6 separate regions of the Mus musculus genome follow, and all the other regions are linked to region 2. A link is a contact called in public ChIA-PET, HiCAR-type, HiChIP or PLAC-seq and promoter capture Hi-C data. All regions are on one chromosome and are shown on one strand. Each heading gives the region's core, a stretch centred on a gene start, on an enhancer-like site or on the middle of the called end of the contact. The rest is flanking DNA. Distances are from core to core; before and after follow the strand shown. Region 1 overlaps Pak2 (p21 (RAC1) activated kinase 2). Region 2 holds the start of Lrch3 (leucine-rich repeats and calponin homology (CH) domain containing 3). Region 3 holds the start of Ubxn7 (UBX domain protein 7). Region 4 holds the start of Nrros (negative regulator of reactive oxygen species). Region 5 holds the start of Rnf168 (ring finger protein 168). Region 6 holds the start of Pak2 (p21 (RAC1) activated kinase 2).

Region 1 (3,849 bases), core at 431-2,930, 850 kb before region 2:
GTCCCGCAGCTCTTCTTTCCTTCACACTCGCTACTTGCTCTGGGGCATTACTTTGACACACATTACCTGCCACATTTCACAGGCGAGTATCAAGAAGTAAGAGACTTACCTAAAACATGACACAGATCTAATCCTAGTACCAGACCCCAAGCCTTATAAAAACCGTGGAGTATAGCAGTAGAAGATCCCTACCTTACATAAATTCTGATATTAAATTATATGTTAGAAAACCAACATTCCTCATGCTTTTCTCTATACTAATCCAGTGTGCTGGATGACTTCCGGAACTGAATTATAACTGTGACAATTAGTCAATAACTTACGTCACTTTTCTCCCCCAAGTTCACTCAGCCCAAAGGGCAAGGACTGTGCATACCTTAGACAGGACTGCCGACTGACTCATGTTGACCATGCTCTGCTCCCCAGTGAAGCCTATCCCTCCTGAATGTAGCAGTCCTTTTCTCACCCAGCCGTTCACTAGACACAGATAAAGCAGGTCACACTAACAGGGTTACCTTTGAAAAGCTTGTACTTGCCCCTCACTGCTGACTTATGGCCTTAGTCTCTTTCCCACAACGCAGCTTTTTGTGCACTGCTCCTACAGACAGTGTTAAGTGCCTAAAAAGTGCCTGGTAAGGTCCCAATAAAATTCTTTAACCTTATATTTTAGACAGGTACAATAGACACAAAAACAACTCACAGGACTGGAGATGAGGCTTAGTTGGTAAAGAGTGCCTGCTTAGTGGTAGTCAGTCCCTAGCACTGTACAAAACCAGACAAGGGGCGCATGCATCCTACCACAGAGAGGTTGGAGGCAAGAACTTCAAAGTCATTCTTGGATGCATGAAGAGTTGAACACAGGGCTGGAGAGCTGGCTCAACAGTTAAGAGCACCAATTGCTCTTCAAAAAGTCCCAGCAACCACACAGTGGCTCACAGCCATCTGTGAAGAGGGATCTGATGGCTTCTTCTGGTGTGTCTGAAGACAGCATACTGTCTGTATACATACTGTATATATAGTACAGTATACTCATATTCATAAAAATGAATGAATGAATAAATAAATAAATAAATCTTTAAGAAAAAAAATAATTGAACACAGCCTAAGATACATGAAATCCTGTCCCCAAACCAAGTCAAACACACTTCATAATAAAATGATAATATAGCCTATATTGTTTTACCACTACTCAAAAATGCTGTATGAAAAAAAAAAAAGTAAGTAGTGCCTCTCTCCAATCCTTTCACTTTTTGATACTTTTCAGTAACAAACAAGTAGGCAAAACAAAAAGTGTGCCAAAACACACTGTACTCTCTAAGAGGCCCATTGTTTAACTGTGATGAGCCTCAACACAATTCCTCAATTGTGTTCTGAAGAAGACCAGAAGTAGCTAAATACACGACAGAAATAAGGAAGTGGTGTCTGGACTCAGTCAGTCTAACTAGTGGAAATGAATTTATATTATCTACTGGGATCAGCTATGACACAGAAGTGAAAAACACATTACCAGAAAACATGGTTCATGATGCAAAATTTTACTTTATGTTTTCAGGAACTTACTAATATAACAACACTGACCAGAACTCTAACAATCTCTTTCTACACTGACACCATGGCATCCCAAACCTTACGAACCTCTGTGAGCTTAAGTACAGATGAGAACGAGCCCCGACTACCTGCAGGTGCGGCCATACACTGAGTCAGAGGCTCCCACACTGGAAAGGAAGTGTTCACCAGAGTATGCCAGTCAGAACATCAGGCCAAGATGGCAAAGCTCCAAAGCAAAGACTTGATGCAGAGAGGTGTAGGAACGCAGAGAAGACTTGTAAGGAACTCAGACAAACACAAGTTCATGGGACTGATCAAAAGATTTATGTCATGGGGCCAGGGAGATGGCTCTATGGGCAAAGATACTTTCTGCCAAGCCTGACAACCTGGTTCTTTCCATCTCCAGAAACTACATGGTGGAAGGAATGCTACACCATGTACAAATTTTCCTCTGACCTCCACACACATACATATACAAATCAAATAAATGTAAAAGCAAAAGTTTTAAAAATTTAGTATACAAACAAATGCTAGTAAATAAAACAAGATTTTAGTGAATCCAAAAACAAACTGAAAATAGATAGAGTGAGTGGGCCATTTATTACAGACCACTAATTCTCAACCTACTACATTAGGAGCCTACCTACTTTGGGAATTGAATATTTAGGACATCTGCTCATTCCAGTCAATCGTGCTCGCTCCGGTCAACTCCACTCGCCCAGTCCCTGCTCACTCCGGCCCAAAGATTTACTTATTATACATAAGTACACTGTGGCTGTCTTCTGACACACCAGAAGAGGGTGTCAGATTTCATTATGGGTGGTTATGAGCCACCATGTGGTTGCTGGGATTTGAACTCAGGACCTTTGGAAGAGCAGTCAGTGCTCTTACCCACTGAGCCATCTCACTAGTCCCAAACTTCTGTCTTTCTGCCTTCATCTTCCAAGTGCCAGGATTACAGGTATGCTTGACCATGCTACTTTTTAAGGTTTATTTTCTGTGTACAAATATTTGCCTGCATATATATGTATACGTGTGTGTGTGTGTGTGTGTGTGTGTGTGTGTGTGCACCCCATGCATGCCTAGTGCTGGTGGAAGTCGGCGGGGGTGGGGTTGTGGGGGGTTAGATTGCCTGGATCTGGAGTTACAGACAGACTGTTGTGAGCTGCCAGACGACCAGAACTGAGTAGTGACTGCTAACTTTCATCTTGTCTTTACACATTCAATGATAACTACAATGGGAACTTTCTGCATTGCATATTAAACATACTGACCAAATTAGGACACTGCCACTACATTACCTAATATGATGTATTTTATTCCTCTTCTGAGCTCTCTACTCCTGTGGGGAAGACACTAACTTTATAGATTTGCAGAGGGAGGATAGATAGAAAGGCTCCCAACATAGCTGGGGCTGAAGAATCAGCTGTGATTAACAAGATACCAGAACTACTAAAGCAAAAACTTTGCATTACTGGGACTTTTGATGCTGGTTAGCTGGAGCTAAGAAATTAGCGGTGATTAAGAAGAGACCAGCATCATTGAGGTGACATCTTCTGGGAAGTGTTTTCTGAGAGCACAGTGGCTGCGTTCCAGATATAGCCAAAGTTGTACCTTGTGCTCTGGCTGGACTTGGTAACGTGTAAGGGTCACCCAGGTGGTACTGGTTTTGAAGGCATGAAGGAGTTGAGCAGAGCAGCTGAGGCTTGGCACTGTGAGAGGCCATGGAAGGCCATTGGTGAAAGTGCAGCCTGGACTTTCCACCCTGCCTCAGCCTACAGATTGCTGGGATCACATGGGTACCACCATGTCTGGCATATCTTTTTTGCTTTATCTAAAAGTACATAGCAAGGTATTACACGGACAACAAAACCTGAAAATGTTTTTCTTTTCTTTTCTTTTCTTTTTAAAGATGTATTTATTTTTATTATATATAAGTACACTGTAGCTGTCTTCAAACACTCCAGAAGAGGGAGTCAGATCTCATTACGGATGGTCGTGAGCCACCATGTGGTTGCTGGGATTTGAACTTCGGACCTTCGGAAGAGCAGTCGGGTGCTCTTACCCACTGAGCCATCTCACCAGCCCGAAAATGTTTTTCAAATAAACAATGCTAGCCAATTTAAGCAAACTGCTACCATTCGTTGTTGTATCTTGAAAATAAAGTGAACCTTTCTGTTCAGACCCTTCCTTCAGTCACCAGGAAACTGATAACACTATGACTGATAACACTATGACTCTTTCACAAAGGTAGGGTGGGGGATGGCAGATATGCAAAGAATTTTGAAGTTTCACCAGCTA
Region 2 (4,005 bases), core at 1,306-3,805:
TGGTTGCTGGAAATTGAACTCAGGACCTCTGGAAGAGCAGTTAGTGCTCTTAACCGCTGAACCATCTCTCCAGCCCACCACAAACCTCTTAATCAACTTATTTTGGCCTTCAGATATCTACAGACTTCATCCCGTGTTCTGAAAACCTCCAGTTTCCCCCTTACTTTTCTCTCTGTTGTTAATATATAACCTATCTACTTATCTTGATTCCCACACTTGCTTTTTGTTCATATGCTCAGGCCTCCCATATCTCCCTGGGATATGAGAGGTGTGTATAGCATCGAGTTTAATTCACTAATGGCTTCAAATCAAGTCAAACAGACTAGTTGCAGTTTACACATCTGGACAGTTCAGGACTAGGAATACCATGCTGAGATTGTAGTGGAGTGTTCATGTCAATAGGAAAAGAGGCCATATGGCTAAGAACTTGTGGGAATTGATGCAAATATAAAGTAATAGGACATTAGTGCTTTTGAAAAGGTACATCTGGCAATTCAGGTAAAATTATATAGTGTGCTTGTGGGTGTAATGTCTTGAGTGGGCACGGAGGGTAGGGAGTAGTCAGTTCTCCCCATTTACCACGGGCTCAGTGGATTGAACTTAGGTTGTTGAGTTTGTATGGTAAGATTTTTCCCCCATGACCATCTTGCCAGCCCAACTTAATCTTTTTTTTTTTTTTTTTTTTTTTTTTTTAAAGACAGGTATCCCTTTGTATCTAGGCTGGCCTGTATCATCCTGCCTCAACCTCTCAAGTACTAGGATTACAACATGCTCCTGGCTAGCTTAGTATCTTTCAAAGAATTAGAAATGTTCAGAAAGATCAGAAAATACATATATTGGGTATACATTACTTGACAAAGACTACCCATTACCATGAAGGGGCTCATTAGTAGACATTAATAATTTATTGTGGGACTTGTTGCAAAAGAAACTAGAATGTCAAATTGCTGAGAGCCAGACATGGCATCAACTATTACTTGTTTTGTGTTCTCAGGGGTTGGAAGGTCAAAGTCAGCTTGGGCAACATTGGGACTCTTATCTCAAACAAAACAAGACAAAAGGGCTGATAGAGCAGGTCTTGGAGCAACTGTTACTAATCAACTTTATTACTGAAACATTTTTACAATTTCTTGAACTCAGGAAAGTGCTTTTTGGGGGCTTCCCTGAAGTTGGGCTTTGAGTGATGAGCAGCTTCTCACACCTCATATTTTCTTTTGTGCTCTGTGATAGATTTTTCTCATCTGTGTCTTAATGTGCTCACATGCATCAAAATCATACTTGGAATTTTGCTCTCTGTCATCCTATTTTGTAACTTCAGGTTTTATTCAAAAACCTCACTCGTTCTTTTTTTTGGGGGTGGGGTGGGGTTTTGTTTTCAAGACAGGGTTTCTCTGTGTAGCCCTGGCTGTCCTGGAACTCACTCTGTAGACCAGGCTGTCCTCGAACTCAGAAATCCACCTGCCTCTGCCTCCCATGTGCTGGAATTAAAGGCGTGTGCCACCACTGCCCGACCCACCTCACTCGTTCTTGCTCTAGAGGGACTGCTTTGCCGTGCACTCTACTCAGCCCAATTGCTGTTTTCTTATTGTAACTGGCCTCCTTGGGTTCCAAAATAAAATTAGCTAATTCTTTAGAAAAGAGACTTTATCTGACAGGCCCTCGAATTCTGTACAGCAAAGTAAATTTGGTGAGTGATATTTGCATCACATATTAGGAATGGCTTGAATTTAAAACAGATTTGGAAAAATAAGAGACTGCAGGACTGGGAGGGTGGGGTTTTATTTAAATGTGAGTGGTAGTTTTCATTACTTGAATGGTTTCCGGTTTTGGTCTTTCGGTTCTAAATTTAATCCCAACATTTATTACATAGCCAGATTTCAATGTTAGATGTAAATATTATTCGTTCTGCTCTAGCTAGTGATAAAATCTGCGCAAACAGCCACAGTATTTAAGACGTTTGGTTTCATTAAGAGCTCTTTCATAAAAAGAGTTCGAAGCCAGCCTGGTCTACAAAGTGAGTTCCAGGACAGCCAGAGCTATACAGAGAAACCCTGTCTCGAAAAACAAAAAACAAACAAACAAAACAACAACAACAAATCTAAAATACATAACAATTTCAACAAGAATTAGGGACTTTGTAGCCGAATCTGCTCACACGGTATGTTTGTTTTCCCGTTCAAGAACTAATAGTATATCCACAAATTCCAGTTCAGATCATCTGGCGGTATGGTGACAAGCTGAGAGACAATTTTGGGCTTATCTCAGGGAGTCCCCTCTAAGTGCCCAAGTTTCTGGCAGCAACAGGGCTAAGGAATCTTTGCCGTTTAATGTAATCCACCACTGAGAGTTGGAGCGCTGTTAAGGACGGGTTTTGGTTTTTGTAGTGGCCTTTTAGGGAGCCCAGGGTACCGGGCTGCTCCAGCTCTGCGAAGTCGGTTCGGTTTCCCTGGAAAACCTGCTTGTGGGCGGGGCAGGCGGCTTGTTGCGCCCAGCGCGTCCGGGAGAGCTGTCCCCGGTCCGCGAGCCCCTTTCCCCGCCCACCCAGCGGATCGCGTGGCGCATGCGCAGAGCCGGGCCGGAGAGTTGTCGGCTGGGAAATGGCGGCCGCGGGCTTGGTGGCTGTGGTAGCGGCTGCGGAGTACTCTGGCCCTGTGGCGTCCGGGGGAAACCTCTCCGGTGCGACCTGTGGGCCGAGCCCTGGGTTGGGCCCTGGTCCTGGCCCGGGCTCTTGGAGCCGCTCGGTCGACCGAGCCCTGGAAGAGGCGGCGGTCACCGGGGTGCTGAGCCTGAGCGGCCGGAAACTGAGGGAGTTTCCCCGGGGAGCGGCCAACCATGACCTGACGGACACCACCCGGGCCGGTGAGCGGGGCGCGGGCATCCCTGCTACCCGGGACCCGTGGAGTGGGGGGCAGGGGGTGTGTGGCGACCGGCCCGAGGCTCCCCGGGTAACGGGGACCGCTGGCGGTACCGCGCACCCTCCCGGCCTGGCCAGACCCGGAGCCTGGGGTGCGGCAGCGCGCAGCAGCATCTCCGCTGCCGGCGAGAGGCAGTTGACGGGTGATCTTTCTTGAATCGCTCTCAGAAATCTCGGCATCAGTGCCCGCCCCGTAGACTTTTTGCCTCGCCCCGGTGTCTGCAGACCACTTTGCATTTGGGATGCCGAATTGACTTTGCTAAGAGTTGGAGCGTGGCAAGCACGTTCTTCCATCGTAGTATGGGTGACGCTGGGTGCTGCATTGTCAAAGGATCCAGGTCCGCTCTGGCGTTTTCCCTAGTGTGTGCGAGTATGTGTGTGTAATGTGGACTCTAACACTGGGAACAGCTTATTTCTCCGCCTCCGTCTGATTTACCGAAAAGTACTTGTAAAAATAGGCCATCTTTAGGTGCTCAGGACTTTCGTCTTCCATTCTTACCGCCGCCTAAGAAAACATGAAAAGAAGTAGGATATTGTCTACCACATCTATATTTGCTTTTCCCTTTAAAAACATTTCTGCGCCTTATATTGTTTAAGACAGGAAAGAGAATGGGGATTAAGTATTATTTGGTTTCCTTAGTTGTGGGAAACAATGTATGGTAACTGAGGTATTCAACATACTATATAATGTGTTCCTCTTGTGTTTTAAATATAGCTTCCTCCGGGAGTAGATTAAGAATTGAGTCCTTTTGTTTTACATAAGGGGAGGGGTCCCCTCAGAAGTAGTTTAAATGTTTTGTGTTTATGTCATATACATTGTTTCATCCTCATTCTGCTTGATTTTAAAATGTGAGAGTTAATACTTTTTCTTAGGCTTGTGTAGTCATCAAAGATTGGTAATTATTACATATTTCACTAATGTTGAAAAAATAAATAGAGCTGGTAAGATTGCTCAGTGGGTAAAAAGGCACATGCTGCTGCCAGACCCGACAGACAACCCAAGTTTGATCCGAAGAACCTACATACTGGAAGGAGAGAACTGACTCTTGCAACTTGTCTTCTGCCTTACATTGCGCACACACGCGCACATG
Region 3 (3,822 bases), core at 524-3,023, 580 kb before region 2:
GGAAAGACAAGGAGAGGGCAGAGAGAACATAAGAGTCGGAGGATGGGAGAGGGGCTGTCTCTAGGACATGGCAAGGCTGCTACACTCAAGAACTCACTGCAGTTACGGTTACCCACCCAAGATCAAGCTGGTAAGAGGCAGCCATCCAGGAGGTAGCATTCATGGATTAGGCTCAATGGAGTTGATGTGGGGGTGGGGGCACGTGAAAGTGGGAGGGATGTGTAAGAATGTCCAGGGGAAAATGAGTAAGGAGGTAGAGGTGGATATGATCAAGATACCCGATAAACATATATGAAACCATCAAAGTATAAATAAAAACTATCCTAAATAACTGAAATTGGTCAGGATTTCTATTGTTGTCATGAAACACCTTGGCCATAAAGCAAGTTGGGGAGGAAAGGGTTTATTTGGCTTATACTTCTACATTGCTGTTAACCACTGAAAAAACAGGGCAGGAACCTGGAGGCAGGAGCTGAGGTAGAGGCCATGGAGGGGTGCTGTTAACTGGTTTGCTTCCCATGGTGTGCTAGCCTGCTTGCTTATAAAAGCAGGGACCACCAGTCCAGGCATGGCACCGCCCATAGGCGGGCCCACTTTCACTGGTCACTCACTGAGAAAATACAGCTGGATCTCATGGAGGCTTTTCCTCCCCTGAGGCTCCTTTTTCTCTCACGACTCTAGCTTGTGTCAAGTTGACACACCAGCAATGCAATAAGTATTTAGAATTGTGCAAGTTACACACTATTACCTTATTTAAAAATAAAGTATGAAAACTAAGCTAAATGCCCCTTTCTTTTTTCTTTCTTTTGTTTTTTTAAAGATTTATTTATTTAAATGTAAGTACACTGTAGCTGTCTTCAGACATTCTAGAAAAGGGCATCAGACCTCATTACGGATGGTTGTGAGCCACCATGTAGTTGCTGGGATTTGAACTGAGGACCTTGGGAAGAGCAGTCAGTGCTCTCAACTGCCGAGTCATCTCATCAGCCCTCCTAATGCCCCTTTCATCATGTTTTTTTTTCGAGACAGAGTTTTTCTGTGTAGCCCTGGCTGTCCTTGTCATTCTGTAGACCAAGCTGGCCTCAAACTCAGAAATCCGCCTGCCTCAGTCTCCCAAGTGCTGGGATTAAAGGAATGTGCCACCACTGCCCGGCTCATCAAGTTCTTTTTTAGTTGTAACTATTATCGGTGTTTTCAGGACCACTTTCCAGTGTTCTCTTTATTTTATTTACTGTATCTGCATATATCTTTGTTTAAGGATAAAAAACAACTCCCCCCCCAAAAAACCTCCCGATTTAATATCTTTAGAAAGTAAGAATGAGCCTGGGGGGAGATATACTGAGACATTTGTTGAAGAAAAACAGAGCGAACAATCATTTACTAAAGTCTACTATAGACTGGTTCATTTTTTACTAAGCTATTAACTTACACTTTAGAATTTAAGAAACGTCACATAAAACCAAACAAAATACCTACTTTATGTGAAACCCTGAGCGTTTCATCAAGAGTTTGGTATTTCAGGTCTGAAGATTCTTTGGGATGTTGGGATTCAATGCGGTACTTAGGAGGATATCTCCGGAATTCAGAGAAGGCACCAAATGTTTCAAAGAATAGCTACCAGCCAGCAGCACAGGCTTCAAACCAAAGCGGCGGCTCGCGGAGAGTACGCCTGCGCAAAACGCGCACAGACAGGGAGAGGGCGGAGCTTCGGGCCTGCCAGTGCGCCTGCGCACAGCACGCCGCGGAGTGGGGGAGGGAGCCCCGTGTGTGTCTGTGTTGTTGTTCCGCGGCGGCGGCGGCGGCGGTAAGATGGCTGCCCACGGGGGCTCCGCGGCGTCGTCGGCGCTGAAGGGGTTAATCCAGCAGTTCACCGCCATCACCGGTAAGAGACGCGGTTACGGGAAGGTGAAGAGTCGGCTACGGGGAGGCTGTCGGGGCTGTCCCGGGCTTCGCCTCACCTTGGTGCATTCCTCACTCGGGCTCTCCCCTCAGCTCCTGCCCTCTCCTGAGGCACAGGCGACGACGGCGGCGGCGGCCGGGGTCTGCGGTTCAGGCGGGAGGCAGGTTTCCCCCGCCCCCACCCCGCGCGTGCCCCTCAGTCCCTGGATTCGGTCTCCCCTTATTCCCAGACAGGCCCCCCACGCCCCCAGCCGGTCCAGTACAGGGGATGGGCCGAGCCCGCGGTGCCAGGGGCCCGGGACCTGCGGGCCGGAGGAGTAGGGGGCCGCACCCGGGCCACCGCCCTCTTCCTCCCTCATCACCTCCTCTCGGTATCGTGCTGCCCGCGGACCAGGCGGTGCAGTCCGTTCCCCCCATGCCATCCTCTCTTCCCGGCCAGGTCATCGTCCCTGTCCCTCGGCCCCGGCCTACCCTTCCCCTCGCTGGGCCCCCCCGGAGCCTTGGCGGTGGCCCTGCCGTGTGAGGGCCGTCTCGCTTTAACGGTGAGGCGGGTGGGTTCTGCTGCGCCTTCACACATCCCGGGGGACTTGCCGCCGGGAACAAGGGGTGCGGAGGGGCACCTTAGGGACCGAGGGTTTCACATAGGAATAGGGGGGGGGGGAACCCTGAGCTTAGTGTGTGTGTGAGGCCTAAAGTAATCCTGGGTGGCCTTTCCCACCTCCTCATAATAAAACCAAACATCGAGACGATGGCGCCCGAGTCTTTGCTGATAAAATGGGGATGGCGGCAGAAACTTCTTGCAGAGAAATCTGTTTCTAGGTGTCAGTATCCGTGAAACCTTAGGCCTAGGTTTCTCTTTCCCTTCGGACCCCGACGAAGGGCAAACGCAGGTTCTCTTACCCGCCGGGAGGAAAGACTTTAAGCCATTCTGTGAATGCGCTATGTCTTGTTTCTCTCCGATGGTGCTGAACTTTTTTTGCATGAGTTATTAGAGGGCGGAGCAAATGATGAAGTTCTCTGTGGAGTGATTTGAGAGAACAGTACTCCATGTGCCTGAGTGTGATTTTGCTGTTCTAGTTTGTCATTTTGAAAAGAGGTCAGAAAGTTAGTTCCCCCTCTCAACAGGACTATCCTTTCTTTGATAATAATTTGTTTGATGCGGAGAATATTTCTAGTTTGTGTTCTTTTTTTCTAGTTTGTGTTCTTGAGTCTGACGTGTAAGATCTTTATTTTAACCAATACATGCTATTTGCAGTTTTATAATTGAAGCTAGTTTTATTTTTTGTTCGGCAACGATAATTAAGTGGCTGATGCGTTGTTTTCTGTCTTGTCACATGAAATATGTCAAAGCTGGTAAAACAAGATTTGTAATAAAATTGAGGTGAAAAGTAAGATAACTGAAATGTTGTTAAGCTTTGTGGTGGGGTTATTTTATTTATAATAACATGTGGATTTCCCAGTGCCTTACCAAACCAACATTATGGAAAGAAACTAGATTTCTGTGTATACAAGTTAATACTGCTACATTGCTTGCCTAAAAAAAAAAAAAAAATCTAGTGAGTCACACAGAGAAATATTAATCTTTCTTTGGATTTTATAAATATAGTTTAAGGTCTTACTATTTAACCTTAGGATTTTTGGGCAAGTTACTATTACTTTATTTTCATCTGTGAATTGGAAACTCAATTGTTTTAATCTCACATTATTTCTTCTTCTTCTTCTTTTTTTTTTTTTTCTTTTCTTTTCTTTTTTCTTTTTTGGTTTTTTTGAGACAGGGTTTCTCTGTATAGCCCTGGCTGTCCTGGAACTCACTTTGAAATCCAGGCTGGCCTCAAACTCAGAAATCTGCCTGCCTCTGCCTCCCGAGTGCTGGGATTAAGGCGTGCCACCATGCCCAGCTCTCACATTATTTCTTATGCAACA
Region 4 (3,639 bases), core at 327-2,826, 750 kb before region 2:
CTCCAGTCAATAGGGACTACGAAGGAGGCTGGCCCTGTTACAATCTTCTGTGTCACTGGCTTATATTAGACACAGTACAGAAGCTAGTTCCCCAAGAATCTATCCACGGACAGTTCTATCACTAAGGAGAAAGGGTTTGCCTCCTGCTTCACAAGTCAGGCCAGTGGAGATTGGCTTAGAAGCTAATGAGCTCCAGGACAGCCTGGTGGAGTGTGTACCATTGTCCAGAGTTCTCTCGAAGGACCAGTCAAATGAAGGCACCTTCTCTTGTGAGGCTGTTTGGTTTTGATTTTAACCTAAGTGTTGAGGTTTTTTGTTTTGTTTTGTTTTTTGTTTTTCTGGGCCCATGAGTCTATAACCCCCTCTAGGAACTCTGGGGCTCACATATAAAGCTCATAGGGGGTGTCCCCAGGCCTCAAACACCGTGAAAACTGTCCGTACCTCACGGTCAGTAGCAGAGAGAGACACTGGAAAGCCTTCCTTAGTCTGCTCCGATCCTAGTTACAGTGGGGCACGTGGTCATCGCCGCAGCGCAATGGTGAGCTAGCAACTGCAGGGAGAGCAGTGCTTTTCCCTGCCCAGCTCCTGAGTGCGAGCGAGCCTGTGGGTAGGTCCATGGATGTGTGTCTGTGCCTGCAGAGGCCGAGAGGACCACAGCAGAGCACTGAGCAGGAGTCAGGAGAGCCTGGCTCTAATCTCTCTCTCTGACACTTGGGTAGCTGTGGACCAAATAATACCCCAGCACAAGTTACCCAGGACAAAGGCTCTAGGAGAAGGGCTTTTGCTGTCTTCTGGATGTACACACACAGCTGACCCTGGGAAGATCCCGGTTAAGTAAGTGCGACTGTGGATGGATTTCCGTGTCTTTGCCTGTGTAATGGTGGGTCTCAATTTATGTTGATGGGCAAAGGAGTCGATGCAAACACCCGTATGCTGAGTGTTCACAGCGTCCTCTCATGACGTCCGGTCACTCAGACTAGGCAAGGAGCACTGACCACTGTGTAGATGAGGAAAAAAAAGGAGGCTCCGAAAAGTTCCCTAACCTGTTCACACTCTCCCTGAAAGAGCCAGGAATCAAACCATAGCTGGTTGTAAAGCCCTACGTGCCTCTCCCACATCACACACCTCCTCTCTCAGCTGTAAGAGTTCCTGAGACTTCCACCTACACCAAAGGTGTAGCCCCCCCCCCAAATCCAGCCCAGAGGCGGAGAGACTGGATACCACAACTTCACAATGAGCCTGAGCGCGGCGTGCGTGGGGTGGGGGAGCTGATGCCTAACCTCCCACCACCCAACCCGGTCCCAGCTCGCCCACCTCTTGTAGCCCGGCAATGCTCAACGAACCCACGCAAGAAATACTCACTGCTCCCGCAGGCCCAGGCGGCTCCGCGGGGCGCATCGTCTCCAGGGCCCCAGCCTCCTGGACAGCACTTGCCGCTGCTGCGCTGCCTACTCGCTCTGGGGCATCAGATTATTTTAGCACTTGCGGAAGGAACCAACGGAAACTGAAGTCACATGGAGAGCTCGCCTCTCAGCGACTCAGCACTCAGCCCGCGTCTTAGAAGGAACTGCCACCGCGGGGGGTGGGGTGGGGGTGGGGTTGGACGAGGATGCAGGTAGCACATGGCCCCTCACCAGCAGGGCTGTCACTCTACAGGTGCAGCCTGCCAAGCTCTGTTAGGTCGTCGCTAAGCATGCTCTTGTGGCTCCTGCTTTGATGGCACATGGGAACTAGGAGTCCTGGCTTGTGGTCTGCTGTTCCAGGAACTCTTCTACAGGCTTCTATCCAAGGGCCAGCTTGGGGCAGAATTCAGTGAAGGGCAACACAAATTTGTTTAATTGGAAAGGGGGACGAGTCCGCCATTTAGAAGGGTCATCCATCCAGTCGTCTGTTTTCATCTACTCAGTCAGTCCTTAACTAATCATCTTTTCTGGGCACCGTACTTCTTAAAAATTAAGAAAATAAATAAAGGGAAAAGGAAGTCGGCAATGGCAGCACGCACCTGTGATCCCAACCCTGGAGAGGTTGAAGCAGGAGGATCAGAGTACAAGGTCATCCCAGCCCAAAGAGCAGGTTTGGGGTTGCCCTGGGATTCGTGTGACCTGTCACACACACACAAAATAAACAAGAAGGACAAATGGAAGAAAAAGAAAGGTTTTTGTCTACTGGTTTTTAACTGACCCCGCGTTGCAGATAGTACCATAAACTTCTTGGCTCTATTGAGTACGGGTGTTCAACAGCGTTGTTTTGATAATGCTGTGTAGAAAGTTCACTGTCAACTGTGGCAGCATGCCTAGCTAGCGTCTGCACGGATCCAGACCTGACCTAGTCCCAGCTCTAAGATGGAGAAAAAGACATGAGCTCCCAGCCCCAACCATCCACAAAGGAAAAATCATCTCTCAAGGGAGTCTCACTGAGTATACAAACCACACCAAAGGGCGGCTCCATGCCCTGCAGCAGGAAGCAACGGGGATGAGGGCTGGGGGGGGGGGGTTCGTTCAAAAAACTATGTAAATTAATTATACAGCCTTTAAATTTTTTTTGAGATTAAAATATAATTTCTCCCTCCCCCTTCTCCCTCTAACATTCCTATATATCCCACCCTGTTCTCTTCCAAATTCATGGCCTCTTCCACTTTAACTGTTTTACATATATATGTAAACACACACACACACACATTTATTCACTTGTAAAGGTAACAATGATGGCACCATTGAAGAAGAAAACAAGTGTAGAGAAAATTGTGTCACACTAAGGTTTCTGACTCAAACTTTTTCCTTTGTGTCTACCAGTGTGTGGCTAACTCTTATCTCTAGCACCAAGCTTCTTTTCCAAGAAAGGGCTTGTATTCATATTTAAAACATTTATTTATTTATTTATTTATTTATTTATTTGAGACAGGCTCTTTCTACATAGCCTTGGCTGTTTGGGAATTCAGTATATAGATGAGGCTGGCCTCAAATTCATAAAGATCCACCTGCCTCTAACTCCTGAGAGTTAAAGGTGTGTGCCACCACACCCGGCTATATTTTATTTTTATTTTACAGGTATGAACTTCCAGTCTCAGCCTCCCAAATGCTGGGGTTACAGGTGTATGTCACATTAGGAATGTTCTTTTTTCTTTTTTTTTTAATATACTTTTATTTTTATAAGGGAGTATGTGTGTGTATTTATGTAAGTGAATGTCATGTGTGTAGATGCTTAAGGATACCAGAAGAAGTTGTCAAACCCCCTAAAACTAGAGTTACAGGTGATTGTGAACCACCACATCATGGCTGGGAGAGAACTCAGGGTCTTCTGAGAGAACACTGAGTGCTTTTAACCATTGAGTTATGTCTTCTGTCCTAGGAATGGTTCTTGAATCTGATTGTTGTGTGACTTTTCTTGGGGAGATCTTAACAGTTATTCACCACAACAAGGCATTGATGACAGATCAAAGAACCAATTCCACCCAAATCTAGCTTAGAGAGCCGGTGAGTTTCCTGGGGTTACTTATAGGAACACAGTGATTCACCAAGAAACCTACCCTAGCATGAATGACAACTCACAAAACTGCACTCCCAGAGACTCCTACACCCACAGGTGGCTCCCCACTAGATTCTCTCTATAGATTACTGTGTTATGGGCTTGGGGAAGAGA
Region 5 (3,810 bases), core at 1,186-3,685, 640 kb before region 2:
TATATCCACTTCTGCAGTGATACTTAAGTGATGTGGGGTTTTTTTGGGGGGGGTGGGGGTAGAGGACTAAGAATCTAAGAGTCAAAGGGAAAGAAATTGTTTTCACTGGCTAGTAGAACTTCTCTAGACAGGACATGACATCATTGTCTCGAATCAGAGAAGCTGTGATTGGCCACAGCACAGGGTCATGAGATCAGTCCTACTGCCATTTCCTCGTTGATGGAAAAGGGAAATGCTACTTTCCCCTGAGTCTCCAACCCCAGACCTAGGCTGTACATACTCTTGCTCCAGCCACACCTAATCTTCAGGGACGCTAGACTATACAGGAGGTGGGACGCTAGACTGTACAGGAGGTGGGACGCTAGACTGTACAGGAGGTGGGACGCTAGACTGTACAGGAGGTGGGATGCTAGACTGTACAGGAGGTGGGACGCTAGACTGTACAGGAGGTGGGACGCTAGACTGTACAGGAGGTGGGACGCTAGACTGTACAGGAGGTGGGCAGTTGATTGGGGTTCAGAATGCAGTGGTGCAGCTTTGGGGGTCATCCCCACACGGAGGTGGGGATTTTAGATGGTTTGCCTTCAAGTCATCCATGCCTCTGTAAGTAACCCACACCCATGCTCCTGTAAGACCAATGAACTCATTGGTTCACCACGCTGGACTTGGTTGGAATCTCTTCTTTGGTCTGTCTTTGCCCTGTCTAGGCGAAACAGACATTTCTTTATATTTCCCTAGGAAGAGTCAGACTGCTTGCTCAATTTGAACATTTTGAATTTTGAATGCCTTTTGAAGGGCAATTAATCAATTGAAAGCATGAAATAATAGGGGTGGAGAGATGACTCAGTGGCTGAGAGCATGTATAGTTCTTCCAGAGGACCAGAGTTCCACTCCCAGCACCTATGTCAGTGTCTCAGCCACAGCTCCAGGACAGTCTTGCTACTTTCTGCCAAGCTTGTGGGCCTTAAGTCGTTAGAAAGGAAGCTGAAGACCTCAGTGGACTGTGACACAGAAAGAAGTATAAATGCCAAGTTGTCACAGATCTGAGGAACAGAAACCATAACCAAGGCAACTCTTTCTTTTTTTTCTCTCTCTTTTTTTGGTTTGGTTTTTCTGAGACAGGGTTTCTCTGTATAGCCCTGGCTGTCCTGGATCTCACTTTGTAGACCAGGCTGGGATTGAACTCAGAAATCCACCTGCCTCTGCCTCCCGAGTGCTGGGATTAAAGGCGTGTGCCACCACGCCTGGCCACAAGGCAACTCTTATGACAATATTTAATCAGGGCTGGCTTACAAATTGAGAGGTTCAATCCATTATCAAGGTGCCAGAGCATGGCAACATCCAGGCAGGCATGGTGCAGGAGGAGCTGAGAGTTCTACATTTTCATCTGAAGGCTGCTAGCAGAATACTGCTTCCAGGCAGCTAGGATGAGGGTCTTAAAGCCCACACCCATAGTGACTCACCTACTCCAACTGGGCCACACCTTCTAATAGTCCCATTCCCTGGGCCAAGGATATGCAAACCATCACAGACTCCAACTCCAGGTCCTCCTGTTTCTGCCTCTGCCTTTGCTACCTAAATGCCTCAATTACAAGACACACGTGTCCATGCCTAGTTCAGAGGTCCTTCCTTCCTTCCTTCCTTCCTTTTTGAAACAGAGTCTCTTACTAAACTCACTGTATAGACCAGGCTGATCTCTACCTCACAGAGACCCTCCTGCCTCTGCCTGCAATGTTTTGGGAACCAGCTGACCAATTGAGGAAGGGTCTCATATAGCCCAGGTTGACCTGGAACCAGTTATGTAGCCAAGGCTAGTTTATAATAATCCTTTTGTGACTACTTCCCAAATGCTGGGATTGATTATAGAAATGGGTCTCTTGTTGAGTTCTTCAGACTCCACATACCAAACCCAATAGGCATTTACTCATGCTAAAGTCTGGGGTAGAGGGCCCAAGCCAAGCACCCCCAAAACAAGAGGGAAAGCAATAACAGCCAAATCTCTACATTGCTGTTTTAGCCAGTACCATAAGGATATCACCCCCACCTTATTTAACCTTTACAAGGATTCTTTGAAACCACAGGTGTAACTCTTTGTTGCTGCTCTCCTTGAGCGTCACTTGTCTATAAGGCCAATATCTGCTGCTCATTCTATAAAATGCTAGTGTTGCAAATAAATGCTAAGAAAAATCTTTAAGGTAAATTTGTTGTAATTTCTTCTTTTAGCACTAAGAACTTTAGAAAGCTTTGTTAGGAGAAGGGTAGCCTAAAGAATACTGAAAGAATAATTACAAAAATTCCTGTTCGGATCTTGGTTTAGAGAGTTACTTGAGTAAGCAAGATTCTGCAGCCTACAGTAGCCGAGCGACCAAAAGCGGGAGGAGTTGCTACTAGCAGGCTAGGCGGGAACGCAGACGCAGCTCCCGGAAGTCCCGCCCGACTGAGCGGTTCCTTGGGGGAAGACGTGCCGTTTTGGCGGGGAATTGTGACGTCCGTGGAGCCCGGGTACCTGCTCCGGCCGCGGCCAGTAGACCGATTGGCAGGACAGCGGGTGCGAGCGGCTGGGTCTCGGGACCCGGGGGGTACCGCGAGGTGTTCCAGAAGCTGGAGCGTGGGCACTGGAGGGCTGCCTCCACCGCAACGGCGAGACGGAAGTCCCGCGGCGGCCCGAGCCCGGATTCCGGGCGGTACCGGGTGCTCTGGGAGCGGCGGTGCCCGGGCTTCCGGCTCTGGCAAGCCCGGCCGCCTCGCGCGTAGAGGCGGGTCCTCACCGCGTAAGAAGGGGAGCTGGATGAGCGCTTGTGTGGCGCGGGGAGACAGAACCACTCTCCGCCCCGAGGCCGCCGACTCCCGGAGGAACGTTCTTTCATTCCCTTGCTGGACTCAGGGCATAACTGTTGACCTGACATCACAGCTCCTGCTTGTCTCGGGCCCGTGGGAACTCAGGCCTTCTGGATCTCAGTCCGCTGCTGTGTGTGAGAGTAAACACCAAACGGCTCGCTGCTTTTCTCCGTTCTGGGCGTGATTAGGCGAAAGACGACTTTAGTCCCTTTCTGATTTTAACGTTGGGTAGGTCTCATTAGCATATGAAGATGGCTGCACCTAAAACCTCCATCCCTTCCTTAGCCGAATGTCAGTGCGGGATCTGTATGGAAATCCTCCTAGAGCCTGTAACCCTACCTTGCAACCACACGCTCTGTAACCCATGCTTCCAGTCCACTGTTGAAAAGGCCAATCTATGCTGTCCCTTCTGTCGTCGCCGGGTCTCTTCGTGGACTCGGTACCATACCCGAAGAAATTCTCTGGTCAATACAGACCTGTGGGAGATTATTCAAAAACACTATGCAAAGGAATGCAAGCTTAGAATCTCTGGACAAGAATCAAAGGAAATCAGTAAGTAAAATTAAGCATGTTTATTGGGTAAAACGGCCCAAAATCCCTTTGAAAGGGAACCATTTTTGTTTTTGCTTTTCGAGAAAGGGTTCCTCTGTGTTGCCCTGGCTGTCCTGGAACTCACAATGTAGATCAGGCTGGCCTCGAACCCAGAGATCCACCTACCTCTGCTTCCTGAGTTCTGGGATTAAAGGTATGAGCCACCATCGCAGGGCTCGAACCATCATTTTCTAATTTAAAGAAAAAGAAAAAGAAGGCTAAATAGTCTGAATCGTGAGGATTTGTGGTTTTATAAGCCCTGCCCACACATCAGTTAAAGTCAAGGACAGAGTTACATCACGTGTAGTAATGGTCAAGTTGTGTTCATCTGCTGTGAATTAGGGTTTTTTTTTTTTTTTTAACATTTTTTTAGACATGTTT
Region 6 (3,715 bases), core at 1,035-3,534, 830 kb before region 2:
CCCAACACAATGGTAATCTCACTGGCTAGGATTCTGACGCAGATCTTAAGTCCAGAAGTTTGAAACAAACCTGGGTATCATAGAAAGAGGCTGTCTCCAAAGAAAAACAAACAAATACCTGCTTTTGGAAACAAATGAGATATTCTGCAGGCACAGGCTTGCAATCCCAGCTACTAGGGAGGTTGAGAAGAAAACCCCAGTTCAAGGCTTACCTGGTAGGGAAGAGATTCAATACCAGCCTGGGAAACAGTGAGACTGTCTGCACAGAGAAGAGAGGGCTGGGCTTGTAACTCAGTGCTGCAAAGAACACTTGCCTAGCATCACAGGGAGGTCTGCGGTTCAATCCGGTACAAGGGGTTAAAAAGGAGAAAGAAACAGCAGAAACTAACTTCAAGGTACTTTTTCATTCCCTGACATTCCTCCCTAGTGTCAAGACAACTCACTAACCTAAGAACAACCCACAGTACCAAAGGATGGCAGTACTTGATACTAATCCATTTCCCCCATAGCCTGGCAGAGGGAAAGGTAATAATGTACTAGTGAAAACAAGAAGAAAACATTTTTAATTTTGGGCAACCTCTTTTACCAAAACCCAAAAGTTACATTTTCTATCTATCTAAGCAACAATATAAAATTCAGTTTCCCTGATGTAAATGTACAATAGTGTTCCTGGCTAATTAATCTCTAGAAAGACCTAAAAAGAGAGGCTACCAAATATGTTGGCTAACACGTGTAATCCCAGCACACAAGGCTGAGACAGGAAGAGTGTCACAACAGCCTGAGCTGGAATGAGGCCCTGTCTAGGAAAGGCAGAGGATGGGTATAAAAGTATACGAAAAAGGCTTCCTTCACACACACACACACACACCCCAACTGAAGAACTGGGGTAGAGACAAGCAAGAATGTTCTACAAATGCCACAGAGCTTCTGGCAAAGTTGACGTGCCCTAACCTGTTTTAAAAATTACTACTCACTGCCTTCATCCCAACCTAATTTTATTCATACTATTCTTTTGGATAGCTCTACCAAAAAAAAAAAAAAAAAAATCCCCAGAGCAAATTCTTGTGTATTTATTTCAATATCCTGCCTACTTTATAAGAGCGGAAGAGTCGAATACAGCAGGGGAAAAACGTGACGTGCACAACCTTCACCCAAAACACAGCTCAGCTCGTCGTTGTCTAATTTTGGGCCTAACCGGTTTGGTTGTCTTTTTTTAAAAGGTTAGAAACGAAAAGCTGGAAAATCTACAGGTCACTTGTAAAGAAGAACCTGGCGGCTATCGATGGGAGTTGGTGATTTGTCAAAGAGGAAACAAATCTCACTTCCACTCTACCTAGTTCTATTAAGACAGGGGATGGAGAGAGCCTCCTTCCCATCAAGCCACAATGGCAATTATTTAACACACTTCTGTCTTGGACGACTTGATCTAGAACTAATCAAAAGGCTGAGTCCATTAAGTTATTTGCAGCAACTTTTTTTTTTTCTTGTGAGGGCGCGCGTGTTTCAGACAGCCAAACATGGTGAAAAGCCAACCTCAGCCCAAGTTAACCTTAAGAAGCAAATATTCACCTCCTGGCTAAAGATCAAGCAAAAACCGTAAGATCCTTAACTTCTGTTCTTAAACGCAGGCTCCCAGAGCCCGGCAAAAACTTTTTCCTAATGTGGAGGAGGAGGAAGAGTTTACACACTGAACTTAAGGAGCTCGCGACAGGATTCCCGAGCGACGAGACTGCAGAGAACGCAGCTGGTAAAGGAGGGAACATCCAGGAACAAACCCGAGTCGTCCGGTGCAGCGCCGGCGGGAGAGAAGGGCAAGGACGGCCGGAGTGGCCAGGGTCCCCACAGCCCAGCAAGCTTCCTCTCGGCCGAAGCTTAGAGCCAGGGCGCAGACAATGAGCCACCGCCCGGAGCCGCGGGCCCGCCCGCAGGTGCTGGCGTCCCGGGCCGCTGGGCCCAGGCCGCGGAGGCGGGAGGAGGGCGGCGGCTCGGCCCGGCCCGGCCCGGCCCGGGCGAGCGGCAACCGCACTTACCAGAGAGGAAAGGTCTCCGCCCGACCCAGGGCGGGCTGCTTGGCCGACGCGGGCGAGCACTGCGCTGGGGCGCTGAGAGGGAGGAGGGCAGGGCGGAGGGGAGCGGCGCGGGGCGCGGCCGTCGCTACCGAGGCCGTGAGGCGCAGAACCCCTTGGGCCAGGGAGGGGAGGGCAGGAGCCTTCGGCAATGGCGACGGCCCGGGCCGGAGGGGAAGCGGAACAACCGCTGCCGCTGCGCGTGGCCACAACCCTGGGGGAGGGCGGCGGCGGGGGCGCGGGGCGGGGCCGTAAGACAGCCCCGCCCTGAAAGTGGCGTCATGACCCGAGGGGCGGGCTTTCACAGGGCGGCTGGGAACCGTAGTCTAGTCATCTGTTAGGGAGACTCAGGACAGTGGGCGTTACAGAGAAAACCTGTCCCTCATTTATCAGCATTCTGCATTGTCTGCAGTTACGGTTTACCTACTGACAAAGCTGACGGAGAACAGCTGATCCAAACATATTTGTGTGTAGAGGGTCTTTGTTTCTGAGAATGTATCCATTCACCAATTGGTGTTTTGTGGGGAGGGATGGCTTTTCGAGTCCTGGCTGTCCTGGAACTCACTCTGTAGTCCAGGCTGACTTTGAACTAGAGATCCTCCTGCTTCTGCCTCCTGAAGAGGTACTGCCCAGCTCACTTTGTTTTTTGGTTTGGTTTGGTTTGGTTTGGTTTTTTGGAGGCAGGGTTTCTCTGTATAGCCCTGGCTGTCCTGGAACTCACTTTGAAGACCAGGCTGGCCTCGATTAAAGGAATGCGACGCCACCGCTTTTTTTTTTCCTACAAATTTAACCAGATTAAGTTGAATCAGATTATGCTGCTAAATTAGGTCCTCCCTCTTTGCAAAACAAAGATTTTTTTATTTTTCTGTATTTTATCAATGGAGGAGTTAATTCATGTATTCTTATTCCACAACTATGTCAATATCTAATATCTACAAAAGACCATTTAGGTACCAGAAATGAACATGCTTCACCTAGTCTTTGTAAAGGTTAAAAACATGAAAACGGTGGTGGCGCACGCCTTTAATCCCAGAACTCGGGAGGCAGAGGCAGGCAGATTTCTGAGTTCGAGGCCAGACTGGTCTACAGAGTGAGTTCCAGGAAAGCCAGGGCTATACAGAGAAACCCTGTCTCAGAAAAAAAACAACCAAAAAAACGTATGAAAACATAAAAACCAAAACACTGATACCTGTTACAAGGTGGGGAAAAAGCTGAGGGATTACCGTGGACAGAGTGGACAGAGAAGGTGGCAGTTAAAACAGAAAAAGGAACTCGGAAGAACTGAGGGGAAAGGATTACAAGTAGGAAGAGGATTGCCACGGTCAGTGAGAGATGAAGGCTAGGCTCACAACCAAAACCACAAGACTTATGTAGCTGCACCTTGGTGTAAGATGGGTATATTAGAAAGTACTGTAGTAGTTGGGCGAGGTGGCATACTCCTTTAATCCTAGCACTTGGGAGGCAGAGGCAGGCGAATTTCTGAGTTCGAGGCCAGCCTGGTCTACAAAGTGAGTTTCAGGACCGCCAGGACTATATAGAGAGAAACCCTGTCTCGAAAAGAAAAAAAAAGTACTGTAGTACAAGATATGATGAAGCAAACCTGTAATTCCAGCACTCAGGTGGCTGAGGTAAGATGAGGAATTTGAGTA

What was found. Promoter capture Hi-C pulls out the DNA fragments that hold promoters and counts their contacts. ChIA-PET counts read pairs in DNA pulled down with a chosen protein or histone mark. HiCAR-type assays count read pairs that join an accessible place to other places. HiChIP or PLAC-seq counts read pairs in DNA pulled down with a chosen protein or histone mark.
Region 1: a contact with region 2 is called in an HNF4G HiChIP or PLAC-seq map of pancreatic cancer cells. The contact joins the enhancer-like site here to the promoter of Lrch3 in region 2. A contact is called at or near these places in 4 of 39 promoter capture datasets (the C10 cell line, cranial neural crest, frontonasal cranial neural crest and 1 more), 1 of 115 datasets of contacts at active chromatin or transcription factors (pancreatic cancer cells) and 1 of 9 other capture datasets (adipose tissue).
Region 3: a contact with region 2 is called in a promoter capture Hi-C map of hippocampal neurons, with 2.9 times the contacts expected there. The contact joins the promoter of Ubxn7 here to the promoter of Lrch3 in region 2. A contact is called at or near these places in 3 of 39 promoter capture datasets (hippocampal neurons, liver and pre-B cells), 1 of 115 datasets of contacts at active chromatin or transcription factors (memory CD8 T cells) and 1 of 9 other capture datasets (pancreatic islet).
Region 4: a contact with region 2 is called in an RNA polymerase II ChIA-PET map of memory CD8 T cells, with 18 read pairs. The contact joins the promoter of Nrros here to the promoter of Lrch3 in region 2. A contact is called at or near these places in 4 of 39 promoter capture datasets (cranial neural crest, frontonasal cranial neural crest, hippocampal neurons and 1 more) and 2 of 115 datasets of contacts at active chromatin or transcription factors (memory CD8 T cells and microglia).
Region 5: a promoter capture Hi-C map of liver shows a contact between it and region 2, with 3 times the contacts expected there. The contact joins the promoter of Rnf168 here to the promoter of Lrch3 in region 2. A contact is called at or near these places in 11 of 39 promoter capture datasets (3T3-L1-derived adipocytes, the C10 cell line, cranial neural crest and 7 more) and 3 of 115 datasets of contacts at active chromatin or transcription factors (bone marrow-derived macrophages, memory CD8 T cells and pancreatic cancer cells).
Region 6: a HiCAR-type map of astrocytes shows a contact between it and region 2, with 3 times the contacts expected there. The contact joins the promoter of Pak2 here to the promoter of Lrch3 in region 2. A contact is called at or near these places in 3 of 39 promoter capture datasets (the C10 cell line, cranial neural crest and frontonasal cranial neural crest), 1 of 484 Hi-C or Micro-C datasets (CD4 T cells) and 2 of 115 datasets of contacts at active chromatin or transcription factors (astrocytes and pancreatic cancer cells).

The regions. Positions count from the first base shown.
Region 1 is chr16:32,058,606-32,062,454 of GRCm38.p6, forward strand. All of the region lies in intron 1 of Pak2 (p21 (RAC1) activated kinase 2), which reads right to left. Among named protein-coding and RNA genes, the nearest start is that of Gm26419, 5.4 kb to the right of the region's middle. Within about 2 kb of position 1,681, at least 104 of the 459 cell types and tissues checked have an H3K27ac peak or open chromatin away from gene starts, as enhancers often do. A contact at or near this core is called in adipose tissue, liver and pancreatic cancer cells, where this site is marked.
Region 2 is chr16:32,911,545-32,915,549 of GRCm38.p6, forward strand. It overlaps Lrch3 (leucine-rich repeats and calponin homology (CH) domain containing 3), which reads left to right and starts at 2,556. Exons shown (of 21, transcript NM_001081255.1): 1 at 2,556-2,859. The coding sequence starts at 2,598.
Region 3 is chr16:32,330,479-32,334,300 of GRCm38.p6, forward strand. Ubxn7 (UBX domain protein 7) reads left to right here and starts at 1,774. Exons shown (of 11, transcript NM_177633.4): 1 at 1,774-1,882. The coding sequence starts at 1,810.
Region 4 is chr16:32,164,018-32,167,656 of GRCm38.p6, forward strand. It overlaps Nrros (negative regulator of reactive oxygen species), which reads right to left and starts at 1,577. Exons shown (of 3, transcript NM_001347181.1): 1 at 1,363-1,577.
Region 5 is chr16:32,275,026-32,278,835 of GRCm38.p6, forward strand. It overlaps Rnf168 (ring finger protein 168), which reads left to right and starts at 2,436. Exons shown (of 6, transcript NM_027355.2): 1 at 2,436-3,390. The coding sequence starts at 3,084.
Region 6 is chr16:32,077,058-32,080,772 of GRCm38.p6, forward strand. Pak2 (p21 (RAC1) activated kinase 2) reads right to left here and starts at 2,285. Exons shown (of 15, transcript NM_177326.3): 1 at 2,031-2,285.